6 separate regions of the Mus musculus genome follow, and all the other regions are linked to region 3. The links are chromatin contacts, called in public HiChIP or PLAC-seq maps. All regions are on one chromosome and are shown on one strand. The core of a region is the stretch at or near the end of the contact, and the rest is flanking DNA. Distances in the headings are between cores, read along the strand shown. Region 1 has its middle 8.4 kb from the start of Gm26685. Region 2 holds the start of 4930568G15Rik (RIKEN cDNA 4930568G15 gene). Region 3 overlaps Dpt (dermatopontin). Region 4 overlaps Sft2d2 (SFT2 domain containing 2). Region 5 has its middle 19 kb from the start of 4930568G15Rik. Region 6 overlaps Nme7 (NME/NM23 family member 7).

Region 1 (4,065 bases), core at 862-3,361, 320 kb before region 3:
TTGCTGGGTGCACAGTGCTGGTAAGGTACTGTGGCAGGCACCTGTCCTGTCTCATCTCATGTGCATCGTTCAAAGACCCCGGAGGGATGGTATGGCCATCGATTTCATTTTACAAAACAAACAAAGCAGATGTGGGAAGAATGAGTATTATCTTACTCTAACAGCTATGGCTGAGATGTAAGAGCTGAGCCTCAAGCTCAGGTTCTTTTGGGACCCTAGGCCTGAAACTTTTCTCTTGTTTTGTTTCCTGGGAAGGCCCTGGACACTCTTCAAGAGGCAGGGAGTATCCCGCAGTTCTTGCGTGTCCTCGTGTCCAGTGAGCGGCACTCCTGAGCATCTTGGCCAGCAACCAACCCTCTGGGAGAGATGGTATTTCACTCTCTCTGTTGACTTGTTTTTTGTCTCTTTCTCTTTGCCAACATGAGTCAGTGCCAATGAGAGAGCCTAGCTCATGGAAGAGATGCCAATAAAACTAGCACGGGAAGATAGCCACCACCACCAATGATATTCTCTGTGTGTGACATGGCATCTAAAAAAATTCAAACAAGAGGCAACATGGAGGACCCGAGTCACAGGCTTACCCCTAGAGAGATTTCCCATTCCCAGGAGAGAAGGTGAAGCACTGAGGGAGGGCAGGCTCCTGAAGGCTGTCAAGCAAGGCTGGCTGGAAGTTCCTCCTCCTGACTTTATCTTGCTCTAGCATGAGAAGCCAGCTGGTCCCTGGACAGAGTCTGGGAAGGCAAGTTCTACCAAGCTGTGTGAAAGCCCAATCGTAGGAAATTGTAGATTGTAGGAAATGCACAAACTCAAGAATCAGACCTACTGGCTCCTGCCCTCAGTAGCCAAATAACTGTCTCAGACTCCTCGTTTGAAAGGAGAGCAGGATGCAAGAGAGAGCAAGCTTTAGGGGATTATTTGCAAAGATTGCAAGCTCGTTCTAAAAGGTGTTTACTAAAATGAAAGCTAAGTTCCCATCAATGATAATAAGCATGAGTATAAAACTCCAGCAGGAACCAATTTGTGCAGCATAAGCTGTTGGTTCGGAAGGGAGGAGCCACTCCATTACAGAAAGAAGTTTTAGAGAGCAAGTCTCTATGCAGGTGAGTACACAGAGGACTGAGTTACGGGTTATTATCTCTGTTTTATAAGTACACCTGTGGAAATAGCGTTAATCTGTCCAAAGGCAGGTGGGGGAATTTTAACTCAAGCCTTTCTGAGTTGCAAGAGATTCCACCACGTGGTATAGTTGTTTGCAAATTTCAGACCTCAAACTGGGTCCATTTTCTCTTTTAAATTTAGAGGCTGGGTGACAAGGCTGAGCAACAGGAAAAACTGTTATTCTTGGCCCAAAATAGGAGACAAAGAGATAAGCCTCCAGAGCAGTCTGTTTGGGGTTCGGTAGTTTCGGATTTATGGTAGCAGAGCGGAGGGGAGGGACAGGCTCACCTGGGAGGGTGAATATTCAGGGCTCCTCTGTGAAAGGACAAAGAATCCCAGGTATTCTGGCAGTGACCGGTGCCTGCTTTGCTATTTGCTCCTGTCAGAGCTATTCCCAGTTGCCTGGTGGCAGTTGTTAACCTTGTGGTCCTGGGGTGGGGAAGACATTTGACATGTAAATGAATTGTGATGGTGTCTCTCCCTACTCTGGCAGCCATGTTAGGGCTAACTGGCTCACAGGCATCCTGTCCTCAAAGAAAATAAATAGGTCTAGGTATCCTTAGGTAGGAAGTCCAGGCAGCTGGGGACTGGGGCAGGGTAGCTTAGTGTTCCAGGTCCTAGGCCATATATATTTTCATGAGTGCCCTGCATAGCATCATTGTGCTTTGCAACCTCCCTTGGAATAAGGAAATGTGAGAGCTAAAGTTACGTTTCAGGTTTAACGTATTGTGCTTCAGCAATCCATAAAACAAAAGAGCCTTTAACCTGCAAACCCCACTTGCCCAAGGACAGATGACTTTCTGGAATGCTGGAGGCTGCTCTTATAAGATAACAAAGCCACCTGTTTTCACCTCTATAAACAAGGTTGGTTGTCTCAACAACACAGGATGTGCTTGATCACACACAGGCGGTAGATGTGAACGCAGGAAGTACATCAGAATGTATGCTTGGCCCAATTGGACAGAGGCAGGAAGTACGTAGCCTTGTGGGGTTTGCCTGCATAAGCACCTGACTAACATAATTCTCAGCCATTCTCTGGGAATGGACCTGGCTAGTGTCCATGTTCCTGGCTGGTATTTAATAAAGCTTGCTACGAATTTGGCTCAAAAAATTGTGGTAGAGGCTTTATTCTCAACTAGTGGTATTAACAAGCTACTTTGTATGAAAGTAGATACTTCAAATGCTTCATTTACTTTACAGAGACTGGGCAGGGATGGGGCCAGAGAAGGAGAGGGGAGGAAGGTGGGAAGACAGAAATAGAGCAGGAGAGCTAGGTGATACCTAGGAGAGAAACTCTAGTGTGTTAGCATTCCTTCTAGGCTCCACCCCACAGTTCCTTGGCAACAGGTATGCCTGACTCACTATAAAAGGGCGGTTTGGCCCCTCCTCTCTCTTTTGCTCTTTTGCTTTCTTGCTCTCTTATCCTCTTCCTCTCTGTCCCTCCTCTCCCCATCCCCCCCCCCAACCCCCACGTGCTCATGGCCAGCCTCTTCTCCACTCCACTCCCCACGCCGTAAATAAACTCTATTCCATACTATACCTGTCACATGGCTGGTACCTCAGGGGGAAGGGATGCCTCAGAACAGGTTCGCAGAGGCAATCCATCCCCTGCACCATACCACACTTCTACCAAACCTATCCCTGGCTTCCTTTTCTTTTTATAAAATACTACACAGTGGACATGATAGACAATGGCCACCTGAATTCTCACATGGTAGGTTGGCTTTCTCTCCTGCCACTCCTATGCCCCATCCTTCTCCCCCGAGTCATAACAATTCTGTCTCCTTTTTCCCAGTTCCTAGCCTGCACAAATCTAAAGGTCCTGCCCTGTTTCTCTTTGCTTCACCATTGGCTGCTGGCATCTTTATTGATCAATCGAAACCAACTTGGGACAAGGGCCTTCAGTGTTTGGACATGCAGATTCCCAACTAATCAAAGCCTTAGAACCAATCCCCAACGAGGGACCTTGGTTTTTATGTGAAAGTGTATAAAAATGGTCTATATTGACCCATTTAGCAAGACTAAAGAGTCCATTTGTTTTTCTCTCCCATCACTAGTACATCTCACCATGATATAATCAGGATTTAATACCAATACAGTCAAAAGAAAGGGTGTTTTTATCAATATAATGGTGGTATATATTGTCCTCTTATTGTCACCTATGTGTCTACTCTCACTACATCCTTGACTCTTGACAGCTGTTATTTTTCTCTTTATTTATATAATTGTATCATTTCTAGAATGTTCTCTAAGTGGCACCGCCCAACTTCTCTGCATCCTCACCAGCGTTTAGTGCTCTCACGATTTTTGCTTTAGTCATCCTGATAGGTGTGCCAAGACTTCTCTATGTGGTTTTAATGTGTTCACTTCTAGTGGCTTATTGTGTTGAATATCTATCTATTCATGTTTTATTTGCTATTGAATATTGTCCTTGGTAAAATGACTGTCCATAGAGTTTGTCTATTTTCTAACTGTATTGTTCACTCAGAGTTTCGAGAATTTAAAAATTTTTTTATTCTAGATTCTAGTCTTTGGTTAGATATTTAGTTTGCATGTATTTCCTCACTCTATAGTTTGACTTTCTGCCCTCTATAAGGAAATTAAAACAATTTTAACAAAACCAATTTTTCTTTTCTTTGTTTTTACTTTCATCATCAAGAGAGAGTTGTGATATGCACGGTGGCACACACCTGTAATCCTAGCATTAGGGGTGCTAAGGCAGGAGAATGGAGAATTTGAACCTAGCGTGGGTTATACAGTGGACGTAAGAATTCAGGATAAGCCTGGACTACATAATAGGGAGCCTCTGTGTATGGGGGGTGGACCCTAACATATCATATATGGCATTTTCTGTGGGTCTGTTTCTAGGCTCCCCACTGGGTTTTATTCGTATTTGCATCTATTCCA
Region 2 (4,375 bases), core at 617-3,116, 280 kb after region 3:
CCCCATGGGCTTCAGAAATGACAGCAAAGTCTTACAAGTTCTCCATCACTCTCAATAAGCCCACAGCTCAACAAGGACCACATCACGAGAAGTAATCACATTAGTAACAACAAACAGACAAGAAAAGCAGGCTGGAATTACCACCTGAAACTTACAAATCATAGGTGTTGGCAGATGGCAGGCCTGTGACAGAAGATGGAGCCACATACTGAACTTTCACCTGGCTCCCATAGTCACAGCTATGGGAATTTCAAACCCTGTCTCTTACAGTGTGTGTGTGTGTGTGTGTGTGTGTGTGTGTGTGTGTTCATATGCATGAGTTCTTGTGTATGTGCATATGGAGACCAGAGGTGGGGACATCAGGCTCTTTCTCAATCACTCTGCACTTGGTGTTTTGAGACAGTCATTCACTGAACCTGAAACATGGCCATTTAGCTAGCCTAGTTAGCCAGAGAGTCCCAGAGATTCTGTCTCCCTAACACTGGGGTCACAGGCACACTGCAGGCTCCAGCTTTTACATGGATGCTGGGATCAGAACTCAGGTCTTATCCTTGCATAGCAAGTGCTTTACCAACTGAGCCATCTCCTCAGCCACTGCTAAATGAGTTTTAAAGGGCATCAGTGAACCAAAAAAAGGCACATGCCTGGGGATAGTTTGTTTGGGCTTTGGGTATGGTCTCTTCCAGTTTCCATTGCAAACTGATCTTCCTTCTTGGGGAGACTGTTGGGGTCAAGGGTGCACACCTACTATACTGCTAAGAGGACAGATGAAAGGCAAGCCCTTCACCTCTCCTGGAACATGGGGTCAGGGAGACAGACTCTGTAACTGTTTTAGTTCAAAGACCTAGGCATTTCAAAGCACTGGACTCTGAGATAGTCTTTTTGGAGCCTTCTAAAGGGGTCAGATCCAGGCCTGCTGTATGCCCATGAGAAGGCCGTGCACTCCTGAGAGCCCGCACAGGGTCACATTAGGATCAAGGGAAAACCCTCTGTCATTTTCTCTGCCAACGGAAAACACTATTTTTTCCTAATTTGTTTAAAGCCTTAGTGTATGCTAATATCTGCAACAGACCAGGTACATTTTAAGAATTGTTCCAAATGGGGAAAAAAAATAGCTTCCATGAGTTTGAGTACCTATCATGTGCTAAGCACACTGCATGCATCGGGTCAGTATTTCCTTAAAGTTCTGTGGAGCGGACTTCAAATTTTGAAAAGCCCCTCAAGTTCGGACATGGCAGTTAGCTGGGCCAAGATCTCACAGCCAGAAGGATGCGGAGCTTCCTATCCATGTGGTGGGACAGTCTGTGGTGCCAATGCATGCCTCTCATGTATAAAAATCATAAACTCGACCTTTTCTGCATCTAGAGACTAGGGAGTGCACACTCATTTAAGGGGAATAGATGAGAAGCCCTATGATGTGAGGATGAATTTCCGGGGTCTCCACTGCACTGGCTTCTCATGATTTTCAGCTCTGTAATAGTTCCAGAGCAATTGGCTCTAGAGCAGGACTCCAGGATAATACACAACATGGCTCAACAGGAAACTTCCTGAGAAACGGTGGAAATGAAGAACTCTGTTAGAAGATGAACCCACGCTTCCCTTTTTCATTAACTGATTCTATGAAGGAAATCTGGTCCCCTACATGTCCTTCAGGTCCTTCCAGCATCATCCACCCTCCCCCGCCCCCGGCTGTCTTCACCCACACACGCCTAGTACCGGGTAGTAACGCCTTTGATTACCATGCTTTTTATGGGATAGTGAGATTCATTTTTAGCTCTTCCTCATTAAAGGAGAGAGCCTTGAAATCAGCACATACACTCACCGCCCCGGATCAGGTGAAGTTACCAGGGCAACGGCAGCCGCCTCTGACGTCACTGAGGGAGGACACCTCCGCAAGGAAGCTGCTGCCTTCACCAACACAGCCCCCACCCCGCCCCTGCTCAGCTCCTCCCCTGGCTTTCAGGTTTTTTGATTCCCTGAGTTGCTGAGCTCCCTGTGAGCGGTCTTCCCACCCCCACCCTTCTCACCCAAAGGCGGAAGAGAGGGCGCAGTCTTTATTACACTTACCTTGGAGTCCTGGCCACCCTCTGGCCAAAATCATCTGCGACCTCTTAAGAGGGAAGTGAGGAAGGAGTCCTGAATGTCTCTGTGCCCATTTATCTGCGACTTTGCTTTGGGATTCCAAGAAAGAGGAAAGGAAGGGACACTAAGGGATAGCTTATGCTCACCCCCAAAGCACCAATGGGCAAATTTAACCAAAGATAAATGAAATCCTCTTCTCGCCCATTCCCACCTTATGCTTAACATAATGTCTAAACACAGTCTTGCTCCAGTCACATGCCACAAAACAGACACCTCAGTCACCAATGAGCAAAATATAACCGGTGGCTCCTAATGACATTGTAGCCATGTTAACGCCAGTGCTCTTGGTTTTCCACACAACTACAAAGCAACCTAAGAATGTGTTTCTCATAAGAACCTCCCCCCTTGTCCAATGTCGCATGACAAGAACACACACAAGGTATTTATTGGGAAAGACAGAGGGCAGCTGCCTCTGCCTCGGTGAGAAACATCAGGGAACCGAGTGAGAGGCAGGCTTTTTTTTTGGGCGGGGGGGGGGGGGGGGTTGTCCCAGGGACGGGTAGGTTTTCAAACCCGGAAGTGAGTTGGATTTTCTTTTAAAAAAAAAAAAAAAGTAATACTGACGTGGTTCTCTTCTCAGACCCTGTGGAAGACGAGAAAAACAAGAGATTTAGGTTCCAAAAGTAGCTTAATGGGTGTTCCTATCTATCATATGAACCAGTTTTAGAGGAGGCGATCTCTCAGCTAAACCCATTACCTACATTCCATCTCTAGAAAGTAGGAAGAGAACCACAATCTCCCAGAGACCTAAGGACCTAGCCCTAGAAGTCTACAGCACCTACAAATAGCACCACCCCAGGTACCATGCCTTTAATGCGTGGACCTTTAAGGGAAAGGACCCATATTCAAACCACAGTTCCTAGCACCTACCCCCATATGGCTGGTCTCTACAAAAGGACTCAGAACTGAGTGGTTCCTTTACAGACCAGAATGAGGCTATCTCTGTCCTTTCTCCCCCCTTCTCTTTCCTATGATGGCAGAAGTGAAAGCAGGAGTTTTAGGTTCCTGTGTCACTGTGTTGAACGTGGTCCTTCACTGTTTTGTGAACCAAACTAAACATCATTTGTGCTGGGGAGCTGGAATGTCACTTCTCTGTTATAGCAGGGGGCATTAACCCAGACAGCCTTATAGCCAACAAGGATAGGCCAATGAGACTATGTATGCCATTGAGGACTTTGGGTTCTTAAGGACAGCACACCTGGGTCCAAATCTGAACACAAAACTTGCTCAAACTAGAGCAAAATAATAAGACACAGTAAAGCGTGTCAGGCCAGGCGTGGTGGCACATGCCTTTAATCCCAGCACTTGGGATCTCTGAGTTCAAGGCCAGCCTGGTCTACAGAGCGAGTTCCAGGACAGCCAGGGCTACACAGAGAAACCCTGTCACAACTGGGATTGGATGGAGAGGTGGCCTAGTGGTTAAGAGCATGTACTGCTCTTGTGGATAGCCTGAGCTTGGTTCCCAGCACACATGCTGGGCAGCTCCCAACTACCTGGAACTACAACTCCAGGGGGTTGCACACCCTCTTCTGGACTCCATAGGTATCTGCACTCAAACATTCACATACCTACACAGACAATTACACGCATAATTTAAAATAAAATGCATCTTAAAAGAAATGTACTAGTGGTGTTGGTGCTGTCTTTCCTCCAGACGACCACAGCAGGTTGGTATGAGGAAAGCAGGTTACACTTCAGCTTCTCCCTTGATCTTGTGCCATTGAATGTGGGAATGCTGGCCATGGGCTAACACTAGCTTCTGCTCAAAGGGCATATTAGACATGACTTGTCAGTGTGGGAAAACTCCCTGAGAAATTGATTTTTGGGAAATAAGATTTATTTTGGCCCACAGCATTTGACATTGCAGTGCATGGCTATGTTTCTGGGCCTGTGGTAAGTGCATCATGTCAGAGGGATGTAGAGTTGGAAAGCTGCCCCCCCCCCCCGGACAGCTGTGAAACAGAGAAGTCTGGGAAGGAAGGATCTGAGAATAAGATGTCCTTTCCTCCAGCTAGACCCCATCTCCTTTTAATTCACTTAGCCATTAACTCACCAGTGGCTTACCCTATTGATAACCTAGTACCCTCGTGACCCAGCTACACCGTTACAGCTGGGACCTAAGCCTTCAAGCTAACCCCAAGACTGGAACTTCAAAAAGGCTAAACCAAAAATCTGAGACCCAGATACTGGAGAGATGGCTCTCACAGAGGGTCAGAGTTTGACTTCTAGCACC
Region 3 (4,381 bases), core at 1,750-4,249:
TACGAGCAGTAATTGCAGTGAAATTAATATTGATAGAGTGAGTTTTTAATAAATGGTAATAATAAAAAAACTTCTTTTCACCGTAATAAAAATACCCTGAAAAGGTAACTTAAGGGAGAAAGGATTTATTTTGGCTCACAGTTGGAGGATGCATGTGCTCACGTACAGAGGTCATGAGGCAGGAGCTTGAGGAGGCAACTGGTCATATTGTATCTACAGCCATGAATCAGAGAATAGCAAATGCTGTGACCACTTGGCTTTTTCACTTTTAAACTACTTCGTGTATATGCATGCATACCTGTGGTGATTCAATATGCTTGGCCCAGGGAGTGGCACTATTAGGGGGTGTGGCTTATTGTGCTTGATCCTTTTAACAGCCCTGCATGGTGAATGGACAGCTATGTTCTACCTTCCCCACACTGACATGCTGCTAAGCCCTGTCCTTGGTACCTTCTCTTACGTCACTTTAGCTGACTTGAATTAAATGGTGGAACTAGACACATGAAAGGATGAACCTTTCCACCTACATGTGTGTGTGTGTGTCTGTGTGTGTGTGTGTGTGTGTGTGTGTGTGTCTATGTGTGTATCTGTGTGTCTGTGTGTCCAGGCACCATGGAATCCTAAGGAGACCATTAGATCCCTTAGATGTAGATCTATAGGAGATTGAAAGCTACCCTATGTGGGTGCTGAGAATTGAACTTTGGTCCTCTGCAGGAACAGTAGGTGCTTTGAATCACTGAGACACCTCCCCAGTCCTGTGTGTTTGTCTGACACAAGTTTTATATATCCTTGGCTTGTCTAGGACTGCCTTTGTAGATCAGGGATTCTTCAAACTTTCAGCAGACATTTCCTGTCTTTGTATCCTGAGAGTGCTGGGATTGCAGGCATGCTCCAATGCAGCCTCCTTCCCTTCTACATTGAAATTCTCTCTGCAGCATGCATGAGAAGCCTGTCAAGTGAATGTCTGGCACCTCTGTATTTTCGAGCATTTAGAGACTCAGAAATAATATCATTCCGGGATAGAAAAACAAAATCATCACCAACTCCCAGATGCATGTGGGATTTATTTGTTTGGTGGGAGCCAAGGTGCTGTTCTGATTTCAGCGTGATATCTCTCTGGATATCACAACATCACTGAAACCTGGCAAGAAAGTAAATTCCTGCTCGATGCAGGCATGCCATTTCTAATCGGTTCCCACTGGACTAGATGAGTATGTAAATGCAACACATATTTATTTAGCTGGAAGAATCCAAATTTGTAGTCCAATGGTCTGTTAACAGCCAACACATGTCACCAAAAGGGCGGCAAACAAGACTACGGAGACCTTTTGCCTCTTCCACTGTCCTCAAACAGCTCCAGCTCCTCCAGGTCACATCCCAGTCAGTCGGCCTGCTGGATGGAAGCTGCGCATATGCATCCTGGGACCGAGGGGTTTGAATTTAGGAACGTGTTCGCTTCTTTATTGTTTTGCCTAATGATCCTTCTCTGGATCTATGACTGATCAGTAGGTTTGTAGAATGATCTGCTTGGACACAGTCACTTGTTTAAATGACCTTTACATTGCCTTTCACTGTCACTGGCTTTCTGTGACACTCAAACTCAGCATTCTCCATCATTTCCCCCCTGACTTCCCCATCATGTCCAGTTTATAAGGCAGAGAGTAGCTTCGCTTAATTCCTGGACATTCCTAGTTCTCAACAACAAAAGTCAGTTAAAGAGAGCATTTGTCTCTTCTCTTCCACTGTGAATAATCCAGTCAAAGAAAATCTTTGTGAAATCGGGCACCTTTGTTCTGATTTTAACACTAGATGAGGTTTCTTGGCAAGACCATTCCTGTGATGCTGTGTCCAAGTCAGGAATGAGCTCATAGGCCTTCCGTCAGGGAGTCTGTCAGCCTGCCCTGGCTGGCTGGTCTCCTGTAGCATGTTTCCCAGAGGCCTGATAAAAAGAGGAACTGTACACACTGATGGCTCTGAGCTAGCATAGGAGCTATTATTGCAGAGATGGAAGCTCCTATATCTTGATAAAATGAATCTGGATGTTAGTGTTTAAGAGGGCACACTGCATGTGGGTACTCCTGTTTTTCACAAGCAGCCACCACCCTGCCCTGTGTACACTCATTCTGGAGAACCACAGCTCCCCTGAGCCTGCGCAGAATCAATTGTCCCTTTCCTCAGCTGGAGCAGCTGTCACAGTTACTGTCCCCTATTTATAATGTTGGCATCTATTTGCGCATATAGGAGATACTCCGTTTTGTGTTCAGACTTCAAACGCAGACACTTCAAAGATGTGTCTGATTGTCAGAGTATCAGCTCACCCAACCTGAGCCACTTAGAACAAAGCAAACCTGTCAATCACAGCCAAGTCCACTTCAATCCACAGGACTCTAGAAGACATCCTTCATTTCTTTATCCAATTAGTTACTAAATGTGAAAGGATAGAAAATATGTATATTTCACAGATTTAGGAGAAGTTCTGAACCATGGCTATTATATTGATTTATTTAGTGATATCATCCTTGTGCTCGTGGAGACCATGAGATATGGAAGCTGTGATGCTCTTCAAAAGAGTGAGCTTGATTCAGAAAGGTCCAGCCACTTCTAGATCCCATGTTATGTGTATAGTGTACAGCCACTTACCTTTATCACAGGAAGAAAATAAGAATACAGATCAAGTGTTAGGCAGCAACACAGCAGACATCTAATGGCAAAGTGAAGGAGGGGGGGGTGTTTGCTTTATTTGGAGGGAAGGAGAAGTTGGAGGTGAAACTGTCCTTGTTGATGTACAGCTCAGGGTAGCCAGGCTTATGACTGTCAACAGTAATCAAAACAAATGTGACCACTGCCGACCAGCCCTGGGCTTGAAGCAAGAGCTCGAGGCTCCCTTCCAAAACAGCAATTTGAAAAAAGTTCAGGGACTTTCCTCTTCTAATTTAAGTCACAGACATCCTGAGAACTGTGCTTCCGCTGTGTGGTGATACATATCTGAACCGTTTGAAATAGAAACCCCCAAATGCCACAGAGGATAGACACTAACATTTTATGTTCCCTCTCACAGCCCAGGTTCCCAGAATTCAGTCTGTCGACACAGACAAGGGCACTAATGTGACTGTAGAGGACATGGCATGTGGTCCTATTTGGCCAATGCCCAGCTCTCTGGGAGGGACCAAGACACCTGCTTCTTTGCCCCTGTCTATTTATATTTATTTTTTAATGTAAGTCCATTTGGGTTTTGTTGTAGTAAACATTTAACCTCAATTGAGGGTTTCTACCCCGTCTTTGATCATTCAGTTCTCAGATAAAGGACACACAACCTTTATATTTATATCCCCAATGAAGGATCTAGAGAAAAGACCCAAGGAGCTAAGGGGTTTGCAGCCCCATAGGAGGAGCAACAATATGAACTAACCAGTAACCCCAGAGCTCCCTGGGACTAAACCACCAACCAAAGAGTATACATGGAGGGACTCATGGCTCCAGCTGCTTATGCAGCAGAGGATGGCCTTGTTGGTCATCAATGGGAGGAGAGGCCCTTGGTCCCATGAAGGCTTAATGCCCCAGTGTAGGGGAATGCCAGGACAGGAAAGCGGAAGTGGGTGTGTTGATGAGCAGGGCGAGTGGGAATGGGATAGGAGGTTTTTGGAGGAGAAACCAAGAAAGGGGATAACATTTGAGATATAAATAAAGAAGATATCTAATAAAAATGTAAAAAAATAAAAGGGAAATATAAACACACACACACACACACACAGAGAAAACAAGAAAGAAACCAAAAGCACTGGAGCTGGGCAGATATCTACCCTATGTGTTATTATGTCTACTTCCCTATCAATAACCCTGAGTTATTACTTGCTATATTCCATCTGGGCTGCTCTTAAGTCCAATTGGCCAGCCCTCATGGTCATATTTTCATGACTCACCTACCCCATGGTGTCTTCTCTCTCCACCTTCTTCTCTCTCCCCTTGTGGTCCTCCTCAGACACCCAGTCCAAGAATTGAAGCTCCACCTTCCTCTCTCCTGCTCAGCTATAGGCTGTCAGCACCTTTATTCAACCAATAGTTTTCAATTAAGAAGCAAGTTCACATAGCATTACTTTGTGTATGTGCAGATTCTCTCATCCCTGGGACAACCCGGCCTTGGAGGTCAGTATGTGGCGTCACAACACCTAGCAAAAGACCAAAACCCCAACAGTGTTTTATCATTCTGTCTTTGCAAAAATAGCTTGAACAAGTCGTGATGTAGTATGGATTTTGCATGTCAGAAAGTTATCATCTTTGATTTACATATACATTGTAAGCCAGTCTTAACATATCAAGCCTATGCTTGCTTAGTGTCTCTTCTATGCTCTGTAAACATTAGCTCATAAAATACGTGTATGAT
Region 4 (4,403 bases), core at 903-3,402, 360 kb after region 3:
AAGTTGATATTCCTCCGCATTTTTGGAAGATAGGTGGGAAACAGGGAGAAGGCGTTCGACCGGCTCTTTTATTTGGGTGGGAGGCAGTGAAGGGCTTGCCCTTTCAATAGTACGTCTCCAATCTCTCTCCCCCCTATTAATTAAGTTAAATAAGGCAACGCTTAACTGAGGTGATCAAATGATTTTCTCATCCGTAGATGAGTAGGCTTTTAACCTTGGCTTGGGTGGACATGGACCCGATTCCTCCCGTGGGTAAAACCCACACATGTGGCTCTCGGTACCTTTTGGGGAGGCGAGGTAGAGCCGGAAAATATTTTTTATTTTTAACCAAAATTTGGTACCAACCTCTTTCAAACCGGGTTTATCTCACAGGAAACTCAGAAATGGTCAAGCCGGACCTTCCCTTGCAGTACCTCTGCACCAAGCGATGCCCATACTGAATTTGTACAATCACAAACCAGTATGCACAGTTCTGAGTGCTGTGCAGCTCCTAAAGGAGAATTATCAACCTCAGAATTAGCAAAGCCTAAGCAAGAATTATGTCGTTAGTAACACCACGATTTGTGGCTAAAATAGGAGCTGGAAGTCGTTTCTCCTCATCCCTGTTTTTTCCACAGCCTTATTGAGCTAAGGACACCTTGCAGTAACAGCAAGGGTGAAAAGCCAGAGGTCAGCTAAGGGACTAAGCCTGTCTATCAAAATAAAAACCAATCTTTATTAATATAGAAATATCTACTTTTCTAGCCCTCTTGGTAAACCTAATTTTTAACTCAGACTGAAAGCCACATGCTGGAAATGTCCTTGGAAAGGAGATAACAGCAGCCACCTGTGTGCTCTAGGGGCGCGGGATGCACATCCGCTGGTCCGCCTCGAGAATGTTGATTTACCTGCTTGAAAGACAAAATCTCGACAGTGAGAAAGTAGGAAAGCAGAACTTATTTTGGGGAAGTCCAGGTACTTTATTCAAATGCAAATTGTAAAGCTGAGGCTAGTCTCCAGCCTCCTGTCAGGAGCTGGCTCAGAGAGTAGCTTTTTTCAGAGCCTGAGTCCTCAAGCCGACTTTTAAGCAAAAGAGGAATTTTAGTCCTCAAGGTGATACTTTAGAAGATTTAGAATCTGTGTTCATCTAACAAATTAATTTATCTGGCAGCCACTGCGCTCTATCTTTATCTCGTGAAAAAACACAAACTGAGTCCCTACCCCAAATTAGAACTGGATCTGGACCCTTCTATTCGTTAGTCAGGGGGTCCTTCTATTTTACCAATGTATTAAGTGACCAATTGCTCTTTAATAGCTTTTTCCACTAGCTGTAAGGCCAGCAATCCTTCTGAGGTTAGGGATCTAGGGGAAGTGGGGGATGTGCTCTGAATTAACTTGCTAGGTAATTTAGAATATAGGAATCTCTAACATTGGACTGAATATTAGGACCAGTCTAAGATTGAGTTAGAATGGCTGGTCACACTGAAGAAAGGAGAAAAATCATTATGACTCTATTAAATGACTAATTTTACTAAGTCTGAATATACAGTCTCTGATGTACTATTGCCATAAAGTTAAAAGGCTAGAAGCTAGTCTAAACTGGAAAAATGACAAGTAAGGATGGATCTAAAACATGAATTTAATTTAGTTGGGGCCAATTGTTGTGTCCGGCCAGCAGACCACAACCTGGGTTCTAGCCTGGAAAGGCATTTTGGAAACCTGGAAGAGAAGAGGGGCTAGGTGGCGAGAGAAAAGAATGTAGCCAAGACAGTTACTCTGATCAAGGCTCAAATTTTATTGTTGCGACACTAGTTATGAAGGAAGGGGGAGGAGACCCGATTCCCGCCGAATAATCTCTGGTCCAGTAGAAAGGTGCACGTGTGTGGCTCCGCAGGTTCCAGCAGTGGGTGTGGCAGACCGAATGAGCAGGAAGCTCCACCCCTGAGCAAGCAGGTTTCAGGCTAGGGGAGGGGAGACTACAGCAACTGTGTGTGTGCGTGGGGGGAGGGGTGGGTAGGAGGTTAAACAAAACTACAATGTGTACTGTACAATAAGACATCATCCTACAGTCGTTTGCTTCAGTGAGTCCCAGAGAAACAGACGTGAGTAAGAGACAACACTACATTTGTTAAGGATCATAATGCTACCATTTATTGGAGAAAAGAAAGGGGAGGAAACAGCTGTGCAAGGGAGAGGTAGCTCTCCCCAGCAACACTCTTTCTCTATGAAGGGAGGAAAACGAAACCACATGAACCAGATCCTCAAGACAGAAAAGGCAGTATTCAAGAATATATTTTTGTATATAAAATTTCAGTTATACAATCCGTAGCATTCAAAATCAACTATACCTACACAATTATAAAAATTGTTTGTTTTTTTAAACAAAATGTTTTGAAAGCTCACTGTATGAGAACAGGCACAATGTTCTAAAGGCATACAAATCCACCACCGGCATTTGAATTTGGTTTTACTCCCAGGGAGTGTGCCCAGGTGCCCAGGGCCCACACAAGGAAGCCAGTGCCTTCATCAGTGGCTTCTGCACACCCTCACTGGCAACTTCACAGTCAGAATTACAAAGGACGGAGTCCAGGGAGGCTTGCTTTGTTTACCTTGCCTTCCTTATTCAAGGTAAAGCAAAGACAATGAAAAGGCCAGAAAAAAAAACATTTTTTTTGAACATTTAACAGATGGAGCCATGTGCATGGGTCCAAACACCAGACTTGGTCTTTGATTATTATTATTATTATTTTAAAGATAGGGTCCAATATACTCTAGGTCCTCCTGCCTCTCTCTACCTCCCAAGTGCTGGGATATTGGCATGCACCACCATGCCCAGTGTATGCATTTCCAGGGACTGAACCACAGGCTCCATGCTAGGCAGGCACTCTAGACATGTAGTGCCATTGTTCTGAGTACAGAGCATGTGTCATCATTTGTTCTGATGCCATGGGCTGACCTCTCAGCTTCAACAGAATTCCTATATACTGGGCCTATTTTTCTCTGGTTTCAGATCAGCCAGTTTGCAGAAAGCCACTCTGTGCATCCCGAGTCTACCTTGTCAGTTACCAGCTCCTGACAGAATGTATCTGACTTGATATTGTCAGCTTATATGAAGGAAGGCTCTGCCACCAGCTAATTTCAAATGTCTCCCACAGTCACAGCAGGGCTGGAAATACTCAAAGCAGAACACTCCACCCCGAGCAAACTGGGATTAAACAAACTCCACTGCGTTCCCCCTTCGCTAGCCGAAAAACACACAAGATCTCAAAGCAAAACGTGAACTGGCAGGTACTTTAAGATCACCCCCTAAGCAATCCTTTTAATAAAACTTCCTAAGCAGCTTAGATTTCTAGGGGAAAATGTATATTTGCAATGAACTTCAGCTAAGGTTCATTCACTTTTAAAAGGATGTTATCTATAAGCACATTATTAAACTTATTAAAAAAAAAAATACTTGAACAGTAAAAACCAAACTGCCACAAAGTCTAGCAGGCATCTTTATACTGCTTTAAACACTGATTTTATTTTATTTTTAATTAACTAAAAATAAGTTTTAGGCTTGGTTGTAATTGACTCTACTGAGAAGTTACCAGAGGAAGAGTAAAGTCAGGAAGTAGGCAGAGGGTGCACAAAGGAAAGGAAATCCACAGCCATGGGTGCACCTCGACTGACCAATTCATTCCACCAAGTCTCATCCCGTGCACGGCAAAACCTGTCACTCACGGGGATCCCAACAACAAAAGCCAAACCAGCCCCGCCCTTCACATCCATTTCAGATACTGCCCCGATGCTAATTATTTATTCTAACCAAAGTATTAAAGAGTAATCGTATATGGAATGCAATTCATGATTTCATTTCTTGTTCTCTCAGCCTACGGTGACTATGTGGAAGGGGGGTGGCAATTAAGGCATAATCCACAAAGTCACCATGAGAGAAACAGACACCCAAGCACTGAAAAGGCCAAGCTGGGGATGCATCTCACCCTTCCCCAAGACAAGATGCCTAAGAGCTGGGGTCTGAGCAGCAGCCACACAGAGGAGCAGGAGAGACAAAAGCTGCCTTAGGCTTGATCTGTGAAAAGGGACAGTGAGAGACAGGATTCAGTGGACAGGCCCCCACCCCACAGCATCCCAACAGTCAGCCTGGAGTAGAGGTTGGACCAGCCAAGGGGATCCGAAGCTACTCTCCTGGTCCAGAAGGCACAATGGTGTTCTCAGTGAAGCACTCCAGACTGCAGCCCAGGGAAGGCAGCATCAGGCCCACACCTGGAAACCAGCCTGGCTGAGGACCACACTGCCTCTACAGTGATCACTCAACAGTCCCCATTGGTTGGCAACACAGGGATGCCCTGCTCCATGGGTGTGAATGGGGAAGAATTGAGGGTAGGGAGGAGAAACAGATAACACCAACAGCCACAGTCAGA
Region 5 (4,357 bases), core at 842-3,341, 300 kb after region 3:
GAGTGACATCCTTCATCCAACAAGGCCACACCTCCTTATCCTTCTATTCCTGTCTATGAGTTCCACTCCCTGGTGGCTAAGCATTCAAATATATGAGCCAAGGGGGCCATTCTTATTCAAACCATCACAGCCAGCAAATAGGATACGGAAGAATCTGAGCAGATAAATCCCCTCTTCTCTCCAGGTCCATGGATTTCTGCAAGGCACCATCTTTCCAACCCAGGACCACCAAGGAGGAGACCACACAAGTAGCTGATAGACGTGCCCACTGTGCCACCCCTGGATTTGTCATATGAAGCAGACAGAAATGCAACACCTTCCCCTGTCTCCTGTTCTCCCTCCCTCTCTCCCGTTTTTATCACCCTCGGTATCTTCCCAGTTAAAATGTGAGTATTAAGTTCTTGTTTTAGGCTATTTTCTAGGTAACTTGGAGGTGAAGGGAGAAGACATTTGACTGGAACAAACAAGAGTAGACCTACACCACTGCCAAGTCTCCTATCCCCATTCAGCTGGTTACCAAGTAACGGATAACCTGGTTACTAAGTAACGGATAACCTGGTTACCAAGTAACAAGCATTGAGAGGCCTTTCCTACTTTGCTCTCCCTGGAGCTGAGGAGATAATGGCTGTGCTGACAACTCATGACTTAGCTTAGAACCTTATTTAGACTCTCAGCAGGCTATTTCACTGACCAGTGAGCCGATAATGAGAAAGAAACTCAGACAGTCTATCTGATAGCAGAGCTCAGCTCTGAGCCAGAGTGTGTGTACTTTCTTCCCTGCAGCCCTGCTTTCTGTTGTCCCTGCTTGAGCCAAGACCTAAACACATCACACCCAGCTGATAGCCACAGATAGATGAGTTAGCTCTGGTTCCTGCGCTCAAGTGACTCAATCCAGAGTCTAGGAGGACCACCTAAGCGCAATGGCTACAGAAGAGAGGAGAGCCTGGGGAGGGTGGCCTTCCCGATCTAGTGTCCCCTCTGAGATGGAGATGCCATGAACATCTGAATGAAGGGGAAGTACTCTGAGGAGAGAATGCTGGACCCAGAGAGAGCTCAGGAGAGAGTCGGCTCCGGGTTCCTACAATACAGGGCACACTGAGGCTATGACGCTGTGGCTGGGAACACTAAAGAAGGCATCGTAGATGAATGAGTTGATCAGAAAGTTCCTTAGTCTCAGCTAAAAGACTCGGGATTAGCCATGCCTCCTACTTCATGGACATGCCGGATAGTAAGCGTCAGACGTGAACATGTCCCGTAGCCATGTCCCGTGGTGGATACTAAGATGCAGAGCTGAGCACATGCCTCTGTTGTTCTGCAGAAAAGCTACCATCGAAAGCCATGGGTATGCCTAACACATGGGTGTGCCTAACACATGGGTGTGCCTAACACATGGGTATGCCTAACACATGGGTATGCCTAACACATGGGTATGCCTAACACATGGGTATGCCTAACACATGGGTATGCCTAACACATGGGTATGCCTAACACATGGGTATGCCTAACACATGGGTATGCCTAACACTCCCAAGAGGAAGAGCCAGGCCTCTACAGGCTCAGATTTGGTGTCTAGCTAACTGTGGAGGCTCTACTAGTGCCCTGCTAGCACATCTTCTCTCATATCCCCAACCCTATCCCATGGATCCACCATCTATCTATGGCCCCACACTGCTGGGCACTCAAGTGTCCTTTACCCAAACCCCGAGTGAGAACGGTGGGCATGATTGTTCTATAGAAGTAGGGAGAGCTTTTTGTGACCCATTCTCCAGGTTGGGAACCTAACAGTCCCTTTCACTTCTACCAAGTCCCTTGTATGGATCAAACCGTCTCAAAATCAAAGCAGTGGGTCAAAATTAGGCGTGGATGGGCTGAAAACTAAAAGAGCTCATTTACCCACCTAACTTCCCACTATGTGGAATGGTGGTAGCTGTCATAACACTGACCAAAGCTGGCAAAGTGACAAAGGGTTCCATGCTCTTTGTCATTTTAATCTCATTTCACATGCACCAGCTGCTGTCAGGGAGAGCCAAGATCCTCAGGGGCCCTGTTGCCAGCTCCTTCAAAGCTACATCTATTCCCAGACTGCCGCATGACCTCAGTGGGTGAAGTGGTTCCTTGATGTGGTAAAGTGCCCCAGACAGACAGACAGAGACAGGAGGCAGGAGAGGTGGCCATGAAGCACTGTGACAGGAGCTCCCAGAGATAAAAGAGAAAGGATGAGATAAGACTCCCCCGTTCAAAGGGGAAGTCTGCCTCTTTGGGTGTCATTCCCAGCTTGGAGTGTTCCCAGTTTGGTGAGTAGGTCAGTATGTACATAACAGAATAAACGCATACCTGCACACACATGGAACATTCATACATACATGATATTTTAATAATAGATAATATTATATTGAAAATTTGTCTAGGGTATAATTTTTTTCTTATCTCATTAGTTCTCTTCTTTCCAGGTAAGATTTTCTGCCCACCTCTGAGTTTCATGTGGTGGGTTTCCTCACTACAGAATAAAGGATGTGTTGTGAAAACCGGTTAAGAAGGGTGTGGAGGCTATCTCTTTCAGAGCGACCATGTAGCTCTGTGATCTCCACATTTGTCTGAGATCTTAGACAAGCAAACTTCTCCTTCCTGGAGCGTCTCTTTCAGCTTTCTCTGAGGCTCAAGGTATACCTTGTCATACGGACGGACGGACAGACGGACAGTCTACCAGTGATGCTTGCTGCACCGCCCTCGCTGAGTTCACTTGCCTTTCTCCCTCTTCCTTCCTCTGGCAACTGCCAACTGTTGTTTTTCTTTTAATTTTTTTTAATAAAATTGTCCTCAAGCTTCAAAAAAAATTGAAAGACTTGTGCAGATTTGTCACACAGCAGCTAGAAATTGTTCTTTTTTTTGGTAAACAACACAATCTCAGGGTTCACAGTGTGATCAAATATCCCACAACACCCAGATGCAGAACTCTCCTTTCCCTTCCACAGATAAAATGGATAAACTAAACAAAAGGAGACATAGAAGAAAAAACCAAAAAGCAAAAGAAGTTGTGCTGAAGTACTCATCCAAAAGAGAAAAGAGAGTTTACCAAGACAGAAGATGGAGAGAGCAGGAGACGGGGAAGAAGGAGTAGGAGGCTAGAGAGAGAGAATGCCAGGCAGGGATGGCTGAGGGGTAAACACAGTTGCTTCAGAGCCTAGTGACCTGAGTCTGGCACACACCTAGATCACACACTATGGAACATGCACTAAGGCATGTGCGTGTATGTGTCTGTGTATGCAAACACACACAAAGTAAATAAATAAATGTAATTTTTTTTTTACAATTAGAGGAAAGGAATGACAGATTGACAAGATAAGGAGAAGATAGCAAATCTTGTATAGAGCATCCTTCCCTGACGGAGAAAGAGTGTGACCCAGTGGCTACATCAAAGCCACCTCCGCACAAGGACTTTTGCCATCATGCCACCTGTCCAGCAGCTAACGGTCTTATCTGCTTGAACTACTGCAACAAAATACCAAAGCCTGATCACTCTATAAAGAACGGAATTTATCTTCTTGAAGCTCAGGAGCCTAAGAAGCCCAAGTTCCAGGAAACAGCACCCGCTCTAATGAGAGCTGTCTTGCAGCATCCCGACAGAGCCGAAGGTGGAAAAAAGAGTGTCTTTGTTAGGTTTTGCTGCTATTAACAGACACCATGACCAAGGCAACTCTTCTAAGGATAGCATTTAATCGGGACTGGCTTACAGGTTCAAAGGTTCAGTCCATTATCATCAAGTCAGGAACATGGCAGCATCCAGACAGATATGATGCAGGAGGAGCTGAGAGTTGAACTTCATCTGAAGGCCACTAGAAGACTGGCTTCCATGCAGCTAGGACAAGGGTCTTAAGCCCATGCCCACATTGACACATCTATTCCAACAAGGTCACACCTCCAAATAGTGCTACTCCCTGGGCCAAGCATATACAAACCATCACAGAGAGCAAGTTAGCAATCCAACCCTGAGAACCTGGCTGTACTAATTAGGGGACATTACACAAGCTAATCTTTCTGACAGGCTCCACACTCTAATCTCCACACACTGCTAATACCTGAATTTTGGAGTACCAATCCACTTTGTATTTAAAAGAATTTCCAATGTTGTGAGTCTTGGTGGGAGAGCAAAGCCTCCTCCTACATGCCAAGGACACCCGCCTTGCCTGTAATCCCAGGGAGGCTGAGATAGGAAGAGCGATGCAAATTTAAGGCTAGCCTGGGCTACAGTGGGAAACCTTGTCTCAAAGAAATTAAAAAGATAGTTGACTTCTATCCCATAATTATAAATAATCACAGTGCCTTATGTCCACTTTACTAGGACCTGTGGGAGCCAACA
Region 6 (4,581 bases), core at 42-2,541, 400 kb before region 3:
GACTGCTTTTAAAAATTCAGCCTGATGTAGAATTTATTTATTTATTTATTTATTTATTTATTTATTTATTTATTTATTTATAGTCTTCCATACCATCTGACTATTGATTTTATATTTGCTTTTAACTTTTTTACAATTTTGATTATCATGTTTAATTGTACATAGGTATGTGTGGTTGTGTAGGGATATGTGTGCCTGAGGATGCCCCAGAGAAGCCAGAGGTGTTGGATCTTCTGGAGCTGGAGTTACAGATGGTGTGAACTGCCTGAAGTGGATTCTGGGAACTGAACTTGGGTCTTCTGCAAGAGTAGCAACTCCCTTAATCAATGAGCTATCTCTCCAGCTCCAATTTTGCTTTTTTATCTGTGTGGTATCAGTGTAAGCTAGCTTGTAAAGAGGCTTGGCCTCTCGACAAGAATTGTTCTAATCTAAGTATTTTGTATGCATTCGCTAAGCTAGAGCAAGAATGCAATGAAGTACATGAGATAACTCCTTTTACAACTGAGTTACTGAAGCCGCTTTCTCAGAGCCACTCATCTGGGGCATGACATGCTACTGATCGAACCCGGGCAGTGTGGGTCCAGAGTTTGTTCCCTAACCTCATGGCTCTCTGTGCAGTCTCTTGAGCACGTGACGGAGCAGAGAACCACAGTAGAAGGGCTAACTGTGAGGGAGGACATTACCAAGGAGCTAGAATTCTCGGTCTCCTAAGAGAGAAGCAGAAGGATTGAGAAGCATGGCCCACCCTTGTTTACTTTCATTTTTAAGGCCTCGTTTATTTTATTTTATTTTATTTTATTTTATTTTACGTGTGTAAGTGCTTTGCTTGCATGTATGCCTGTGATGTCTGCACCCCATGCGTGCCTGATGCCTGAGGGGCCGGGAGAGGGCACTGGATCCTCTGGATCAGGAGTTACAGGTGGTTGGTGTGCTACCGTGTGGGTGCTGGGAACCAAACCCAATTCCTCCGGAAGAGCAACAAGTACTTTTACTTATTAAACCATCTCTCCAGCTTCCTCCTTATGTTTTTTCCCCATACTTGTTTCTTCTATTTTAAATGAAAATTACAAAATTACTTAGTTTATAATCCCTCAGTTATCGGCTACTGTGCCGCCATGAGCAAGAGCCCTGCAGCTCTTGTGCCTCTCTGGAGTGAGAAAGGATCATTTGAAGTTCACTCCGCTTACCTGTGAGGAGAACGTCGTCGCTATTTGTTAAGTGAGTGCACATTTCTCAATGCTCCTGTTTGATGAACAAAACCACATCCTGTCCGTACCTCTCCTGCAGCACTTGACATTCGGGAGTAGCACTGTTCACCCTATGCTGTTTCTCTTCAGTGTAGAGCTCTTGGAGAGCAGGCACCACGTGCTTCCCTGTAGCCCAGGAACTTAGCACCTAATTCTCAGTAATAGAATTATTGACAAATGGTTGTAGAGATAAAGATAATTCTTCTTGGGTTTGACGCTGTTTCGTGGGAAGGAGCTAGAGGTAACCAGACAGGGTGTGCATTGTGGTCTGTCCTTAGTGCGTCAATCACTGCAGGGTTGCTGTGCAGTCCTCCAAAGGGTTTCGCTGTAGTCCTAGTGAGTCAATGTACAGTTAGAGATAAGCACGCTCATTTTTCCTTAATTCATGAAGAATGCCTCTGTGGCCCCAAATCATGGATGCATCAAAGCTTTCATTTTATAGTGTAGATAAAATAAAATATCAGAAAGCAGCTGGGCGGTGGTGGCACACATCTTTAATCCCAGCACTCGGGAGGCAGAGGCAGTCAGATTTCTGAGTTTGAGGCCAGCCTGGTCTACAGAGTGAGTTCCAGGATAGCCAGGGCTACACAGAGAAACCCTGTCTTGAAAAAACCAAAAAAAGAAAAAAAAAATATCAGAAAGCCTGCCTTAGACATTATGACTGATTCTTTTTGTTTGTTTGTTTGGTTGGTTTTGGTTTTTTTGAGACAGGATTTAGGCATGTGCCACCACCGCCTGGCATTATGACTGATTCTTGAAAAATACAAATTTGTAAAGCATTTGAGGGAGAGTAATGTAAAGTTCACAGCCTGCAATAATATTAAACATTCTGTCTGCATGCTCTTCAGCTCTCCCCGGGGCTCCTGCACTCACATTTCAGCTTTGTCTTACTTAGCTCAGTGTGCACTGTGTGTTAGATACCATTATTCTTTCTTGAAGTTTTAAAAATTCAGAGATATATAGGTAGATATCTATAGCATTCTATAGTTTTGTTTTTCAATTCATTTTAACTTGAGGTAGACATTCTGGTTCAATGGCTCTTCAGTCTTCTTTTGGGCGGTCATTTTATATATTGGACACAGTTTACTCTATCCATGGAACTTCCCATCACTATAGTGCCCTGGAAGAAAGCTGCATATGGACTCTCAGTGGGTACTCCTAAGGACTGGAGAAATGACCCTGTCATTGAGGGTACTGGTTACTCTTCCAGAGGACCTGATTCAATTCCAGAACCCACATTGCAGCTCACAGCTGTCTGAAACTCCAGTTCTAGAGAATCCAACTCCCTCACAGAGACATGCATTCAGGCAAAACACCAATGCACGTGAAGTTTAAAAAAAAAAAATAAAAAACTGTTAAGAGCATTCTTTCAATGAAGTTTTTGATATTTCTTTCACTGCCTCTACTGTACCATTTCCTGGGCTACAGTCGCTACCTCCAACAATAAAAGAATCTAGCGCAGGAAAGAAGAGTGCGTGAGAACAAATGTGGTGAGAACAAATGTATGGACTAACCCTCTCATCAAATTGCATCAAGTACACAGTGAAAACCCATTACACGTGCTCAGACTGTTATATAATAGTGGTGTGCAGGTGATAAAACATCTGCCCTATTAGCATCTTCTATACAACTGCAAATTGCCTAATCCACTGAGTAAATGAATCACTCCTGCAGGTTTAAAGCCACAAAATCATTTCTTTGCTTAGAATATCAGTTGTCCAAAACTCTGAGCAAAGTCCTCCCCTTCACCTGTTGCACATTAACTCCATGGTTACTGTATAATCAGTACCTGAGAGCTAAGATCTGCTGCTTACAAGTCACACAGCAAAGGGTTACGAAATGCCACACACAGGGAGCATGGTGGGGCTCTCCTTGATGCCCTTGTGCTGGTAGATTTCTGAGCTTGCCTTCAAGTTGTTTTAATAAAGAATCTTTTGCTCCGTTGCCTGTGTGATAACTTTTCTGTAGCAATAGCAACACCAGCATTGCTAGCTCGGCATTCAGTACTTGGTTGCCATTTTCCCAGGAGCTCAGTGACCTGGTGACACGGCTGTTTTGAATAGCCTTTGCAGACATATTCACTGGCTGATAGATCTGTTTTCTTAGCTGAAGGGTGTTAGCCATATGTCCCCTTAGATCTTCTACATTATATACTTTGCCCCTTTTCGCCGTTTTATATGTTTACTACGGCCACCCTGTCTAGGGCTGAGTAAGGCAGTTTCCACTCCCAGTGACTTTAATGGTCTGTAGGAAAGATTGTCATTGAAATGGGTCATTTTCCCCTCACACAGTAAATGCTGAGATCCTTCGCAAGTGTCATGGCATCTTAAAAAAATTTAGCCTTTTCCTAACATGAAAGTCAGGTGATATTCTTGGAGGATAAAGGTTTGCTCTGAGTATTATAGACTGGATTTAAGAAAAAACAAAAACAAAAGGATCCCATTATTCTAGCAGAGGAAATGATGTGCATGCTAAAGAAAGCCATGGATTCCATGGATCAGACTCTAAAATACTAGAGGAAGGGCAGGCAACAGGGGAGGTGGCTAAGGCTCGAGCTATGAGCTTGTTTCCTCTCACGTTTGGGAGTTTTAGATTTATTCATACATTTAGACTCAGAGCTAACTCCTCTACACTCTTTTGAAAGTGGTGCACATATTCACCGTCTTATGAAAATGATTCATAGCTTTTATTAGAACTCAGCCTGACCCGCAATCCAAAAACTATTAAGAATATTTGCAGTGAAAAGTCCTAAGGGGCCAATGCCATAGTTTTCCATAGGTAAGATGAAGTAGAACATTACCATGGCCCTGTTTCGAATCTCAGGAAATGTGGTGCATTGAACTGTGCTAATTCAACAAATTAAAATCACCAGGAAGATTTCCTTTGCAAAAACAAAAATCACTACCCCATTCACTGACTATTTTATTGAGGACCCTGGCTAAACACCAAGCCCTAGAGCAGGGAAGTTCCCTGAGGAGTGAACAAGGTATGCCACGAGGTGACAACATTTGAGACTCCCTCCCTGAACCCCAAACATTTCTGGATCTTACTTTGGAGCAAATCAAACCTGAGTCTATCCTTGTTGTTTTTGTCTGTGAGGAGAGTGCGGCCCGGTGAAGGAAGTAGCTAGCCTAAGGTCACGTGGCTGGACATGCTGAAGAGTCTCTAATCAGAAGCCCTGGATTTTTCCATCACTCCACACTCCATTTTTTTTCTTTCTTTAGTTCTAACCATAAATATACTTTATTCTTTTACTGGTATGAGTGTTGTGTGCACTCTGTAATCAAACATTGGCTCACTACAACTTGAAGCCTGAAAACTGAATTCCTAGGAA

The links. HiChIP or PLAC-seq counts read pairs in DNA pulled down with a chosen protein or histone mark.
Region 1: a contact with region 3 is called in an H3K27ac HiChIP or PLAC-seq map of thymic regulatory T cells, with 3 times the contacts expected there. The contact joins two enhancer-like sites. A contact is called at or near these places in 1 of 484 Hi-C or Micro-C datasets (the HPC-7 cell line) and 5 of 115 datasets of contacts at active chromatin or transcription factors (the NIH/3T3 cell line, heart atrium, pancreatic cancer cells and 2 more).
Region 2: a contact with region 3 is called in an H3K27ac HiChIP or PLAC-seq map of thymic regulatory T cells, with 4 times the contacts expected there. The contact joins the promoter of 4930568G15Rik here to the enhancer-like site in region 3. A contact is called at or near these places in 2 of 39 promoter capture datasets (the SN4741 cell line and embryonic stem cells), 1 of 484 Hi-C or Micro-C datasets (bone marrow-derived macrophages), 3 of 115 datasets of contacts at active chromatin or transcription factors (extraembryonic endoderm stem cells, pancreatic cancer cells and thymic regulatory T cells) and 1 of 9 other capture datasets (embryonic stem cells).
Region 4: a contact with region 3 is called in an H3K27ac HiChIP or PLAC-seq map of regulatory T cell precursor, with 3 times the contacts expected there. The contact joins two enhancer-like sites. A contact is called at or near these places in 13 of 39 promoter capture datasets (3T3-L1-derived adipocytes, cranial neural crest, embryonic stem cells and 7 more) and 1 of 115 datasets of contacts at active chromatin or transcription factors (regulatory T cell precursor).
Region 5: a contact with region 3 is called in an H3K27ac HiChIP or PLAC-seq map of regulatory T cell precursor, with 6 times the contacts expected there. The contact joins two enhancer-like sites. A contact is called at or near these places in 2 of 15 datasets of contacts at CTCF or cohesin (the NIH/3T3 cell line and large pre-B cells), 2 of 484 Hi-C or Micro-C datasets (bone marrow-derived macrophages and muscle stem cells) and 5 of 115 datasets of contacts at active chromatin or transcription factors (Th17 cells, extraembryonic endoderm stem cells, regulatory T cells and 2 more).
Region 6: an H3K27ac HiChIP or PLAC-seq map of thymic regulatory T cells shows a contact between it and region 3, with 9 times the contacts expected there. The contact joins two enhancer-like sites. A contact is called at or near these places in 3 of 115 datasets of contacts at active chromatin or transcription factors (cardiomyocytes, regulatory T cells and thymic regulatory T cells).

The regions. Positions count from the first base shown.
Region 1 is chr1:164,492,835-164,496,899 of GRCm38.p6, forward strand. No RefSeq gene overlaps it. Among named protein-coding and RNA genes, the nearest start is that of Gm26685, 8.4 kb to the right of the region's middle. Within about 2 kb of position 2,112, at least 50 of the 459 cell types and tissues checked have an H3K27ac peak or open chromatin away from gene starts, as enhancers often do. A contact at or near this core is called in heart atrium, regulatory T cell precursor and thymic regulatory T cells, where this site is marked.
Region 2 is chr1:165,090,064-165,094,438 of GRCm38.p6, forward strand. 4930568G15Rik (RIKEN cDNA 4930568G15 gene) reads right to left here and starts at 1,867. Exons shown (of 5, transcript NR_040480.1): 1 at 1,823-1,867.
Region 3 is chr1:164,812,567-164,816,947 of GRCm38.p6, forward strand. The region is part of intron 2 of Dpt (dermatopontin); the gene reads left to right. Among named protein-coding and RNA genes, the nearest start is that of Gm32569, 9.8 kb to the left of the region's middle. Within about 2 kb of position 3,000, at least 89 of the 459 cell types and tissues checked have an H3K27ac peak or open chromatin away from gene starts, as enhancers often do. A contact at or near this core is called in heart atrium, muscle stem cells, regulatory T cells and 2 more, where this site is marked.
Region 4 is chr1:165,172,234-165,176,636 of GRCm38.p6, forward strand. Sft2d2 (SFT2 domain containing 2) reads right to left here. Exons shown (of 8, transcript NM_145512.4): 8 at 2,108-4,403. Among named protein-coding and RNA genes, the nearest start is that of Tbx19, 14 kb to the left of the region's middle. Within about 2 kb of position 2,153, at least 37 of the 459 cell types and tissues checked have an H3K27ac peak or open chromatin away from gene starts, as enhancers often do. A contact at or near this core is called in regulatory T cell precursor, where this site is marked.
Region 5 is chr1:165,108,795-165,113,151 of GRCm38.p6, forward strand. No RefSeq gene overlaps it. Among named protein-coding and RNA genes, the nearest start is that of 4930568G15Rik, 19 kb to the left of the region's middle. Within about 2 kb of position 2,092, at least 41 of the 459 cell types and tissues checked have an H3K27ac peak or open chromatin away from gene starts, as enhancers often do. A contact at or near this core is called in muscle stem cells and regulatory T cell precursor, where this site is marked.
Region 6 is chr1:164,412,525-164,417,105 of GRCm38.p6, forward strand. The region is part of intron 13 of Nme7 (NME/NM23 family member 7); the gene reads left to right. Among named protein-coding and RNA genes, the nearest start is that of Gm39690, 3.8 kb to the right of the region's middle. Within about 2 kb of position 1,292, at least 16 of the 459 cell types and tissues checked have an H3K27ac peak or open chromatin away from gene starts, as enhancers often do. A contact at or near this core is called in regulatory T cells and thymic regulatory T cells, where this site is marked.